Regions from separate parts of the Sus scrofa genome. Here all the other regions are linked to region 2. A link is a contact called in public HiChIP or PLAC-seq data. All regions are on one chromosome and are shown on one strand. Each heading gives the region's core, a stretch centred on a gene start, on an enhancer-like site or on the middle of the called end of the contact. The rest is flanking DNA. Distances are from core to core; before and after follow the strand shown.

What was found. HiChIP or PLAC-seq counts read pairs in DNA pulled down with a chosen protein or histone mark.
Region 1: a contact with region 2 is called in an H3K27ac HiChIP or PLAC-seq map of skeletal muscle. The contact joins the promoter of ADCY7 here to the enhancer-like site in region 2. A contact is called at or near these places in 1 of 5 promoter capture datasets (liver), 3 of 47 Hi-C or Micro-C datasets (blood, liver and skeletal muscle) and 2 of 2 datasets of contacts at active chromatin or transcription factors (alveolar macrophages and skeletal muscle).
Region 3: a contact with region 2 is called in an H3K27ac HiChIP or PLAC-seq map of alveolar macrophages. The contact joins two enhancer-like sites. A contact is called at or near these places in 6 of 47 Hi-C or Micro-C datasets (embryonic fibroblasts, epiblast stem cells, fetal skeletal muscle and 3 more) and 2 of 2 datasets of contacts at active chromatin or transcription factors (alveolar macrophages and skeletal muscle).

Annotation. Positions count from the first base shown.
Region 1 is chr6:34,584,323-34,588,384 of Sscrofa11.1, forward strand. It overlaps ADCY7 (adenylate cyclase type 7), which reads right to left and starts at 2,062. Exons shown (of 26, transcript XM_021094204.1): 1 at 2,040-2,062.
Region 2 is chr6:34,513,088-34,516,820 of Sscrofa11.1, forward strand. BRD7 (bromodomain-containing protein 7) reads left to right here. Exons shown (of 16, transcript XM_021094214.1): 10 at 1-64; 11 at 2,079-2,190; 12 at 3,457-3,513. Among named protein-coding and RNA genes, the nearest start is that of BRD7, 37 kb to the left of the region's middle. Within about 2 kb of position 2,309, at least 21 of the 83 cell types and tissues checked have an H3K27ac peak or open chromatin away from gene starts, as enhancers often do. A contact at or near this core is called in alveolar macrophages and skeletal muscle, where this site is marked.
Region 3 is chr6:34,615,724-34,619,780 of Sscrofa11.1, forward strand. PAPD5 (non-canonical poly(A) RNA polymerase PAPD5) reads right to left here. Exons shown (of 12, transcript XM_021094215.1): 3 at 3,892-3,938; 4 at 1,894-2,014; 5 at 97-204. Among named protein-coding and RNA genes, the nearest start is that of ADCY7, 31 kb to the left of the region's middle. Within about 2 kb of position 2,283, at least 8 of the 83 cell types and tissues checked have an H3K27ac peak or open chromatin away from gene starts, as enhancers often do. A contact at or near this core is called in alveolar macrophages, where this site is marked.

The sequences.
Region 1 (4,062 bases), core at 812-3,311, 71 kb after region 2:
GTACTTTTTTTTTCTTTTTTTGGGGGGGGCCACGCCTGCGGCATATGGGAGTTCCCAGGCTAGGGGTTGAATCAGAGCTACAGCTGCTGGCCTACACCACAGCCACAGCAACGTGGGATCCATAACCGGCTAAGTGAGGCCAGGGATCAAACCCACATCCTCACAGATGCTAGTCGGATCCGTTTCTGCTTTGCCACAGTGGAACTGCTCATTCACACTTCTGGTGAGCATCGCCCTGGACCAGGTCTGAGGGGGCTTCAGCAAGTGCCCCTTAGGACTGAACCTACAGCCAGTCCAGATCTGGCCACTCCAGGCACAGCCCCACTACCAAGGCCACCTGCGGTCCTGACGTCAAAGGCTCTACTTCTAGTGACAGAGCCCAAACTCTCATTTTCCAACTCCGGCTCTGGGACTCAGAGAGAACATGAGTGCCTGGCCTCTGAAGGAGGGGACCCAAAATACAAACCCGGAGAGAGAACAGCTCCAGGCCACACTGAGAAAGGTTCCAGCATCTTGCCCCCAACCAGGGGCGGTTACCACCTCTGTCCAACCCCTTCACAGGAAAGGCTGGGTTTCCCATTCCCCCAGTGGGCATCCAAGCTGGGGCAAATGCCTCCTGGGTTCTGCCATCAACACACCGCCCCCTCCCCTTAACTGGGAGGGGTCCGCTCACTGCTGCCTGTGACTAGACTGCTTCCAGCCCCAACCACTGGTCTTGCCCTTAAGGCAGGCTTCTCCCTTTGAGTTATTTTTTACTTTAAAGACTACATGGCCTGTCCAGGGGCCCCTGCCTCGCGCGAGTTCGGAAAACCGGACAAACCACCCCTCTTTACCATCCTAAGCCAACGGGCGGTCCCTCAGAGTGGTCCAAGGGTGCTGGGCCCGGGGGGACCCAGAGCCAGGTCCCACGTGAGGTCTCAGTCTTGCCACCTGGAGAGTGGGGTTGGGCCCCCAGTTCCTGCCAGGTGGGGTCCTGTCGAGAAGCATCTCCCCGCAGTACCTGAGGGAGGGGACAAAACCCAGCCCAAGCCTGGGCCAGAGAAAGAGCAAGACCGGGAAAGGGGGAGTGGGCGGCCCGCCGGTCCGGGGAGTTGGCCGGCCGCGCGCCTCTCCCGCGATCCAAAGGCCAGGGAAGGCAGGCCGAGCCACGGGCCCGGCTGCAGCCGTCCCGGCCCACACCTAGCCCTCCTCCCGGGTGCCGGCCGCCGGGCGCGAGGCGCGGAAGCCGCAGATGCCCCCACGCCGGCGCCCCGCCTCGCGGGGATCTGGAGCCCGGCCGATCGGCGTATCCCCGGGGCCCGAGCCGCGGCGCCAGCCCCCTCCGCCCGCCGGCCGCGCCTCTCCCCGCCGGGGCCGCCCGCGCCCGCGCTCACCTGCCGCCGCTGCTCCGTTCCCGCTCCGGCCGCCGCAGCCGCCGCCCGAGTGGCCGCGCGGCCGCGGGCGGGATCCAGCTGCGCGGGCGGGGGCGGCGGAGCGGCCACAGGCGCCCCCGCTGGCCGCCCGGGCCCCGGGCCCCGGGCCCCGCGGCCGGGAAGGCGGGCGACCCCGACGCTCCGGCCCCTTTGGGGCCCCGTGTGCCACCGCCCTGCCCGGTTTTCAGCAGAAAAGGCTGCAAACGCACAAACATCCCACCGCCGCCGCCGCCGCCGCCGCCCGCCGCCCCGCGCGCGTGGAAGCGATCGGCCAGGCCCCCTCGGAGCCTGAGCAGGAAACAGGACGTTTTCAAAACACGTTTTCTTCCTCAAAGTCACGCACGTGTTTGGACGCGCCAGGTGCAGCCCCACCCCAGAGGGCAACACTTTCTAGCAAACTCTCAGCTGTTTCTGCTCCTGGTTCCCACCCCATCCCCACCAGGAACGCCTGTTTCTAGAAGGATCTAGTGCCCTCCTGGCAAGTTGAAGGAAACTTTGGTCGAAACCTACTGTCTCATTCCGGCCTTAAACTCCTAGAGGGGCGGGGGGCGGGGGAGAGCCACCCAGGCACCTGCTGCCAGTTGGGTCTATTGGCTTTCTTCTCTGGCACCAGGAAGACCAGCCCACCTCAGAAAGTAGGTGTCACCTCGTCCTGATGCCGCTCACCGCTGCCTACAACCCAGGGTGGGGCCCCAGAGCTGGCAGAAAAAAAAAAAGAAAAAAAAAAAAAGTCTGTCCTGTTTCCGAGGCACCCAGGCTGGGAGAGCTAGAAAGCCCTCCTCTGAGTCACCGCTGGGAGGGACAAAGGAAGCGGACTGAAGGAGTAATCAAGACCAGGAGGGCTTTCAACTCATAGACTCTCATGAGTTTTTCCTTCCCTACCTGTCCAAAATTCCCTCATGCCCACGGTGGCATCCAGGCAATCCCACTTTGTTGAGAGGAACCACGTGAGCATCTGTTATACCCACTTGTCAGGTCTAACCTCAGAGGCCCCAGCCAGAGCTGCTCAGCAACGATTCCCGGGAATCAGCAGTTTAACGAGCCTCCAGGTGATCTGACGACAAGCAGATAGATGAGCTCTGGTCTACTTGGAATCCTGAGCCGGGTGGCAGCTTACCCCAGGGGGAAGAGACCCTGGATATGTCACAGCATGACCACGCAGGGGCACTAGAACCCAACACAGAGGCCACCTACTTCGGAACTATCAGGAGGAATCCGGTGATGGGTTTGCTGGAAGGTGAAAATCTAATTTCCATCCCAGATGGAAAGATCCAGCTGAGACTTCTGGAGTCAGCAGCAAGCCCTCTCTGGTCTCCCAGAGACTGGTTAGGCACCTCCTCTGGGTTCCCACAGCCTCTGGGCATCTGGATGGTAGCCCTTGGCCCTCCAAGCTGGAGCCCTGGCAAGGTCACTGGTGCTTCCGAGGGCTCACAGGGGAAGGTCTCCCCAGTAGCTGGAACTTGCCTCCACTGGAAATGCAAAGCACTGCAGAAAGTTACCTTCGTGGCTCAGCAATAACAAACCCGATTAGTATCCTTGAGGCCGCAGGTTCCACCCCTGGCCTCACTCACTGGGTTAAGGATCCGGCATTGCTGTGAGCTGTGGTGTAGATCACAGGCACAGCTCGGATCTGGCGTTGCTGTGGCTGTGGTGTAGACGGGCAGCTGTAGCACCAATTCGACCCCTAGGCTGGAACCTCCATATGCCAAAGATTGGGCAATAAAAAGCGGAAGAAAGGAAGGAAGGAGAGAAGGAAAGGAGAGAAAGAAAGCACTGCAGCCTCCAGTGGGTGGGCACACCTAACCCTTAACAGAGCTGCCTTGGGAACTGTGCCCCGCCTACCTCCTGCAGCTCCTCCCACTCAACCACCCAGAAGCTGAGGAGACCCACCTGTTTGCCCCAAGGCCTCAAGAACAGCAGGTGCCTCTGCCCTGTGGCAGTGACGGTGACAGTGTGTTCTGCTGGCCCAGGTCAGCCCAGGAGAGGGACATTTTGCCCTGGGCAAGGGATGGCCCGGCTCTGGCTTGCAGCTCAGCTCTTTCCCTCTCTGCTGGTCTCTCCACACAGTGCACTAGAAGCCTTCAGCCCTTTGTGGGGGGTGGGGGGGGAGCGATGCTATGACTTCCCACCCTGTCATGTATGTGTCATCTTGGTGCAACTCTATGACCAAGCCTCTTGGCAGCAGACCAGAAAGCAGAGCTGGAGAGAGTGAGGCAGGATGCTTGCATCAGTGCCTGCCATTCATTGCCAGGATGGCCCCATGAGTGCTGTGGTCACCTCAGTGGCAGTCGCCCCATCCCATACTCAGTCCTCAGTGACTCTCAAACTGTAGCCAGATCACCGCTGGATCACCCCGAGGCCTGGTGAAAAAACACACACTGCTGGGCCCCACCTCGAGTTTCTATGCAGCAGCTCTGGCGTGGCTACCAGGAGTTTTACCTTCCACCCAACTCCCAGGTGATGCCCATGCTGCTGGTCCTCAGGGCAGCCTGGGGAGCAAGGCCCGAGGGCACCGGTCTCCAAATGCAGCTGGATCCTTCTCTCCGAGATTCTGCTCCTGGGATGGGTCTACAAATATGCGGTATGAAAAAACCCGCATGGAGTTCCCATTGTGAGACCTCCACAGAAATGAACACAACTGGTTATCCAT
Region 2 (3,733 bases), core at 1,059-3,558:
AGGACGATTCTGATTTAATCTATTCAACCTATGGAGAAGACTCTGATCTCCCAAATGATTTCAGGTGAGCCACCAGTTCATCAGTATTCTGAGTGCTACATTGTCCTAAAATAGAGATACATATAAGTAATCTATCAACACAGTTATTCAAATGGTAGAAAATGTGTCTAGCAGTTTTTTTAATTGACATTAATTAAATAGACCTGTAGTTATCATCATTCTTTAGTGGAAACTAAATACTTTAAAAAGAGAATGTATCTCCCTAGTATTTTCTGATGGTGGTATGTGCAGTACTTTAATTCTTGCAAAAATATCTTTAAAGATGCTATCTACCTCAGCTTGCTAAAGTTCAGGAGCTTGTTGCTTCACAATGTTGATGTGCCACTTGTTCTTCTGTAACATTTTTGTGTGGCAGTGAGTTGTTCCAAACTTGATCGGTTTGGGAAGCCGCAGCATATTTTCCCCAGGATCAGAGGGGGACATGGTTCGATTCCTAAGGCAGCCGTAACAATCGCAGCTGCACTCAGCCGTCCCTTATTCCATGTTTCTGTGGGAAGATCACTTTCCGTGTTGTGTAGGGTACTGAGTACTTTGCATCCCATCAACTTAATGAGATTTTGTCCTGGTTTACTGGGATTCTGGCTCGGGGTGGGACACTGAGCTTGGGTTATTCCTTCTTGGCATTGGAACCTTGTTAACTTCATTATGTGTAAGAATTTACTCCATAGATTAGCCAATCTCTTGGTCTTTCTGACAAAGAGGGGATTGTTCACTTTTATACATGTATGGTGGTGGTGGTGGCAGTGTTTTTACAGGGCAGAGGTCCTTAAGTCAGAGACTGACTCTGGTTTAAGATCAAGGTATTTGTATCCTTTAGACCTCTTCTCACCAGCTTGAACAAGTTCCTTCTGGATTATTCATACACGCATTCTACAAATAGGCATTGCATGTTCCTTATGTTCCAGGCAATTCTTCTAGATGCTGGGGGTTTCCACGGGGGAACAATGCTGTCATCAGATGATGACAGGGGTTTTGAAGAAAAGTAAAAACACAAAGGAAGATAGTGGCTAGGATTGAGAGAGGGGTGCAGCTTTAAATAGGATAGTCAGGGAAGGCTTTGCTAAGTGAACTTGGAGCAAAAACTAAAGAAGCAAACATAGCTGTCTTCCAAAAGAAGAGCGTTCTGGCCAGTGGAATAACTGTGCAAAGGCCCTGAGGTGGGAACCTGCCCTATACCTTTAAAGAACAAGAAGAGCGGTCAGGGGCAGAAAGAGTATAGGTAGATCTTTGCAAGGACTTGGAGTCTTATTCTAAGTGAAATGGGAAAATATTGGTGGATTTTGAGCAGGGTAGTTACTGAATCTGGCTTATCATTGTAAAAGGATCGCTGTGGCTGCGGTGTGGAAAACAGATTGCGGGTGGTAAGGGAGGAAACGGGAGCTGCTGTCAAGATCCAAGTGAGAAATGGACCGTGGAGGTGGCAGCTGAGGTGCTGAGAAAGGGCCAGTGGTCAGCCAGTCGGGTCTCTTGACTGGTCGAAATGGGGCATGAGAGTGAGAAGTCCAGGACTCCACGGTTTTAGACAGAGCCTAGAAAGATGACATTGCTGTTTACTGACAAGGGGAAGATTTTAGATTGAGCAACTCAATTTTGGACGTTTTGAGAAGCCCATTAGAGCTCCCCATGGAGCTGTCCAAAAAGTACAGTCCAAACCAGAGGTGTAACTTTGAGAGGTTTCAGTACACATGAGAGTCGTGAGTGACTGCAGTCGCCTGAGGGAGGCAGTGAAGGGAGGAGCAAAGAGCCCTGCTGACTGAGCCCGGGACCCCGTCCTCACCGAGGTCTTGTTTTTCCTTGAAGGTTTCCACAGGAGCATCTCCTTTTCACCGTGTTCTTGATATTGTTTAATTCCGTCCTGATCCCTGGTAAATACGTCAGTAGTGCTGTGCCTAGGTGGAAGGTGTCACACCGTGGTGTGTGAACCCAGGGTGTCTGGTGAAACAGCGGGCTGTAACAGGGAGATTACGCCAGTGGAGGTGATTTATGTGAAAGTGACTTTCCTAACACTCTTTTTTCAGCATCCATGAGTTTTTGGCCACATGCCAAGATTATCCATACGTTATGGCAGATAGTTTACTGGATGTTTTAACAAAAGGAGGACATTCTAGAACCCTGCAAGAGTCCGAGACGGTAAGAATGCTGCTCAAGAAACAGGGTGATTTGTCATTGGCTCTCAAGTGTTAGTCATCACTGTTATGAAACCATGGGATTAACCACTGTGACAGCTGGACTCCATTCCGCTGAAAAGACAGCCCAGCCCGGGTGGAGACCATGGGTGGAGGACAATGAACGGAAACGAGTAACTCGGCCACTAGGATCTGTGAGGCCAGAAGATTGTCATTATCGCCTCATCTTGAGAACGTAGGAATCAGAAATGGGGGTTATAACTCAAGAAGTCAGCTCATGTTATGTACCCTAACAAAAAAAGGAAGTCTTACTCACTTGAAACTGAGTCGACTAAAATGATAGGGAATGTCTTTTTCCTTATTATGCAGTAACAGCAGTGGCAGAGCCTTAAGTGAAAAAGTAAAAAGCTTTCTCACTGCTGTCTTTTATTAATACTTTAAACTATCTGGGATAATTCAGAGACTTGGCTCAAAGATTAGAACCAGAAAATGTTCCTTCTGGTATGGAGGAGAGTTCATCTCCAGAATGTCCTTGTCACTGTAATTAGATGAACCCTGTCTCCTCTGGGTCATAACTCTTCCTCGTGGCTCTGACTGTATTTGTCTTGTCCTCTGCCCTCACTGTACCTGTCATTTGGTTACCCGTCAGCAGAGCTGAGTCAGCACCTGAGGTTCAGTGAGAACTAAATATATATATATTTGCCACACCTGCAGCAAATGGAAGTTCCTGGGCCAGGGATCAAATCCGAGCCACAGCTATGACAGCGCCAGATCCTCAACCCACTGACCTTAACTCTCACTAAGCTGGGCTGGGGTTCAAACCCTCACTTCCACTGCAGTTGGATCCTTAACCCACTGTGTCACAGTTCGTTTTTTGTCCTTTTGTCTCTTCTAGGGCTGCATCCTCGGCATATGGAGGTTCCCAGGCTAGGGGTCCAATCGGAGCTGTAGCCTCCAGCCTATGCCAGAGCCACAGCAAAGCCAGACCCACAGCTCATGGCAACGCCGGATCCTTAACCCACTGAGCAAGGCCAGGGGGATCAAACCCGCAATCTCATGGTTCCTAGTCGGATTCGTTTCTGCTGCACCACGACAGGAACTCCTCACACAGTATTCTCAAAATGCAAATAATTATATCTAATTCATTTTTGTTTTAAAAATTATATTTTAATCATGTTCTTATTCCTTTTATCTTGCCATGAAATTCTTGATATTTTTCTATTTTCCTTGTATATATCTTTTAATAAAGTGTTTTTCTTTCTCCTTATAGTCATCACCTGAAGAGGAAGGCCAGCCTAGGACACTTGACACAGCAAAAGAAATGGAGGTGATTATATTTTTTTATTGTATTTTATTCTTTATTTCTTGTTTCATTGTTATTGTTTTTGGCCCATAGCATGCAGAACTTCACGGGCCGGGGATCAAACCCATTCCACAGCTATAACCAGAGCCACAGTAGTGACGATGCCAGATCCTTAACCTGCTGAGCCATAACAGAACTGCTGTATTTCATTCTTTATAAGAAATATTTAAATAGAGAATAAGCT
Region 3 (4,057 bases), core at 1,033-3,532, 100 kb after region 2:
AGTTTAGCCAGGTATATCAGAACACCACACGAGAATCTCAAAACCCAACTCCATTGCCAGTTGTTTCACTGAATAAACACTAGAAATTTCTCTGACCTTGGTAAAATCTTTGATGAGGTCAGCTGCTCTCACACCATTTTGTACATTAAAGCTGATATCAACTTTCACTTCGGTAAAAGAATCTGTTAATTTAATAATAGGTACCTAGAAAAAGAAGAAAGGTAAAATATTTAAATACTCTAACCAAATTAAGGGTCAAAATCAGAGGACACAAGGTTACCAGACTTGAGGTCCTGACCTCCCATGACAATGTAAGAACACTGAGTGTTCTCAACACTCGGTACCATAGCTGACTTGGCCTTCCAGACAATCCTAGATAATTTATGTTACATATTTAGCATTTAACTTCACGCAATGTAGTCTGTAATTTCCACTGATTGAGAATTTTGAAATCAGATAACAAAAACCATTCTCAACGTTATCTCCTTTGCAAAACAGTTTCCAACTCAAGAAGATCACGAATAACAAACGTCAGCCGATAGCAATGAACTGTTTCCAGTAAGAAAACTGATCGACAGATTAAGTCGCACACAATGACTCACTGGCACTGCTGGTCACTTTTGCAAATGGCCCAAGCAACAACCTAACAAGAGAACTTAAAATGTAAAAATTATTCTTAAATGAAAAATGATAGAAGAGCTTATACGCAATATCAGGAATTCTTCAAAACAAACAAAAAGGTTATTTGCACCAGTCATTAGAAAACTCAGGCCAGCAAACTGTGCATAAAACTGGGTTTCCAAATTAACAGCTTTTAATAAATCTTTCTTTTAATTAAAAAAAAAAAGTTGTTTTGCTCTCATAAAACCTAGTAAGCAAAAATCCAGGTGTTCCCATTGTGGCTCGGTGGTTAACAAATGAGCATCCACGAGGACCCTGGTTCAATCCCTGGACTCGCTTAATGGGTTGAGGATCGGGCACTGCCGTGAACTGTGGTGTAGGCCAGCAGCTACAGCTCTGATGGGACCCCTAGCCTGGGAACCTCCATATGCCACAGGTGCAGCCCTAAAAAGACCAAAAAAAAAAAAAAAAAAAATCCAAACTTTTAAAAGATACATTATTTCCAAAATAAGCTTCTGTGAAAATTCTTTTTTTTTTTTTGGCCGCACCATGGCATGTGGACGTTCTTAGGCAGGGATGAAACCCACGTCACAGCTGTAACCAAAGCCACAGCAGTGACAATGCTGCATCCTTAACCCACTGAGCCACGAGGGAACTCTTTCCAGAAAAATTCTTTAATGTCCATTCCATTAGTTAAAATATAACTTGATTTACAAAATTTCAATTACACTCAATTTTTCAAGGACACAAAATATGACAGAATAGAAAAGTAACATCTATAGTTATCTTCTGCGTAACTATAAACTTTCTATTAGATGGTCACTTTTTTTTTTTTTTTTTGGCCACCCCATGGCACATGGAGTTCCCAGGCCAGAGACCAGATTCAAGCTACACTTGTGACCCATGCCACAGCTGCAGCAATGCTGGATCCTTTAACCCACTGTGCCAGGCCAGGGATCGAACCTGCATCCTGGCGCTGCAGACACTGCCAATCCTGTTGTGCCACAGTGAGAACTATTTATACTCTTCATATTAAAAAAAAAAAAAAAAGCTACAGTGAGTATTGTGTATGATAAAATTGTGTAATATTTTTTTTCAAGAAATGTATAACCAGGATCATTCATTTGTCGCACAAATATAACTTTTTATGTCAAAGCACTGTGATCATTAACAAAAGGAAAAACAATCTGTGCTTACCAAAATTAAATTTTAATTCTACAAATTTCATGCATAAGAAACAAGAGAGTTTAAGATGAAATGCTGAAGACTTACAGTTGCTTTGTCTAGAACTTTCACCGAATCTTCATCTGCAACCTTATGCTTCCGAAGAGCTTCTTCCAAGGTCCAAAGGGGGAGGTTCTCCCACTTCCCAAACACCACGAGATCGATGTCACTGGACACAGAGCACATGCGAGAGTTGTTTAAAGAAGCAAGACACTGTACTTGCTTTAACTTACCTTCAAGCTACAGACTGCAAGTGAGGCCAATGAAAACCTATTTCTCACCCTGCCCGATGGAGACCAAAACTGTTGGTGAGGACTGTTTTTTAGAGAGGAAGTGAAAAAGGCTGGTGATTTTAACAACCTCCTCCTTCTCCAAGTCACTGCCCAGGGTGACTCTGAGAGAAGTAAAACCTCAAAAACACCACTGAGTGTTTCCTGTTCCTAAAGGCTTCTGGTACTGAAAACCTTAAGACCTTCTGGGTGAATGAGGTTAACTGAGTAACTGTGACTTAGATTACTACGGATAAAAAACAAGATGCAGGCAGTATATCTAGTGTGCCACCATTTGTGTAAAAAAGGAAGAAGCACATATTTCCTTTTATATGCACAGAATATTTCTGGAAGGATATGCAAAGAACTGCTAACACTGGCTCCTCCAAGGAGAGAAACTGGGGGACAGAGGTGGTATCTAGACTTTTCTTTGTCATTATTTTTGTGCCCTTTTCAAATATGAACTAGATGAATGTACTACCTATTCATAAAATTTTACTAAATTTTTAGAAAGATGACTCACAGTTTTCCTGAAGTTCAGAACCTAAATAAAGAAAACTCAAAGTGGAATATTTTCTGGCTTTTTTAGGCCTAGGAGAGCAAAGGGAAGAATGGAAACTGCTAGGATCCATCCACTTAACACATAATTTTAAGTGGATGAAAAACACCATGGGAAGTTCCCGTTGTGGCACAGCGGAAACGAATCCAACTAGTATCCATGAGGATGTGGGTTCTCTGGCCTTGCTCAGTGGATCAGGGTCTGGTGTTGCCTTGAGCTGTGGTGTAGGTCGCAGGCGAGGCTCAGATCCCAAGGTGCTGTGGCTCTGGTATAGGCTGGCAACTGTAGCTCCAATTCAACCCCTGGCCTGGGAACTTCCATGTGCATGGGTGTGGCCCTAAAAAGGAAAAAAAAAAAAAAACCCACAATGGATGCCTACACTAAATCATACTGCACTGTGCACCTAAACATTTGTGAAGAGGGTAAGTCTCATGCTGGGTGCTTTTACCGTGATAAAAACAAAAGCAAAACATGATGAAATGTTTTTGCTTCGTAAAGACAAGAGCATTTCAATTCTTAGAGAACTGGTACTCACCCCTCCAAAAGCACCCCCGACACATACACACCACCCCCACCCCCAGCTATGGGTCAAAACAGTCCTCATTTGAGAAGATGAAAATAAACAAGAAGCCTGAAAAGACAGAGACTTTCCTGAGAGAGAAGTCTGTACCCTGAATTTCTGGGTCAGAATGCTGGGACAGGAGCTAGGAGTATGAGCTCTTCATAAAAATGAGATACACACTCCTATCTACAAAACAGGTCCTACTGCAGAGCACTGAGAACAACCCTCATCATCCTGTAATACCCTCTAACAGAAAAGCCTCTGAAAAAGAATGAGTATCTAAATGTATATATATTTATATACATATACATATATGAGTACTTTGTACACTTGAAACTAATACAACATTGTAAGCATTGTAAATTAACTACACCTCAAAAGTGAGAGACCTAGCATTCCAGAATATACAAAACTCTGCAGCATCATCAGGTGTTTTACCATAAGACTGCATTACCATCTGTGTTAGTGAGTTAAGTTATGGGGGTGAACAGTTCTTTGCAGTAATATTTTACCTCAAGGTAATTCAAATAAAATATAGGTAAGTGACTTTTAGTTTCATAAATCTGTTTTGTTTCTACTCTTACCCCTTCAACAGTCAAAACAAATGCGCTATAGAAAAATGCATAATCTTTTAAAAGCTTCATAGAGGTACTAACCTAGTAGGTAAATAGAGGCCAGTTTTAAAACTTCCAAATATCTGGACCTGAAATAGAAAAAATTATTATATTATAATATCAGAGGAAAAAGCCACCGAACTCTGGAGAAATGTGAGATTTTGCTACCCTCTACTGGTAGTTCTTAGTACTACAAGAGCATTTTTTC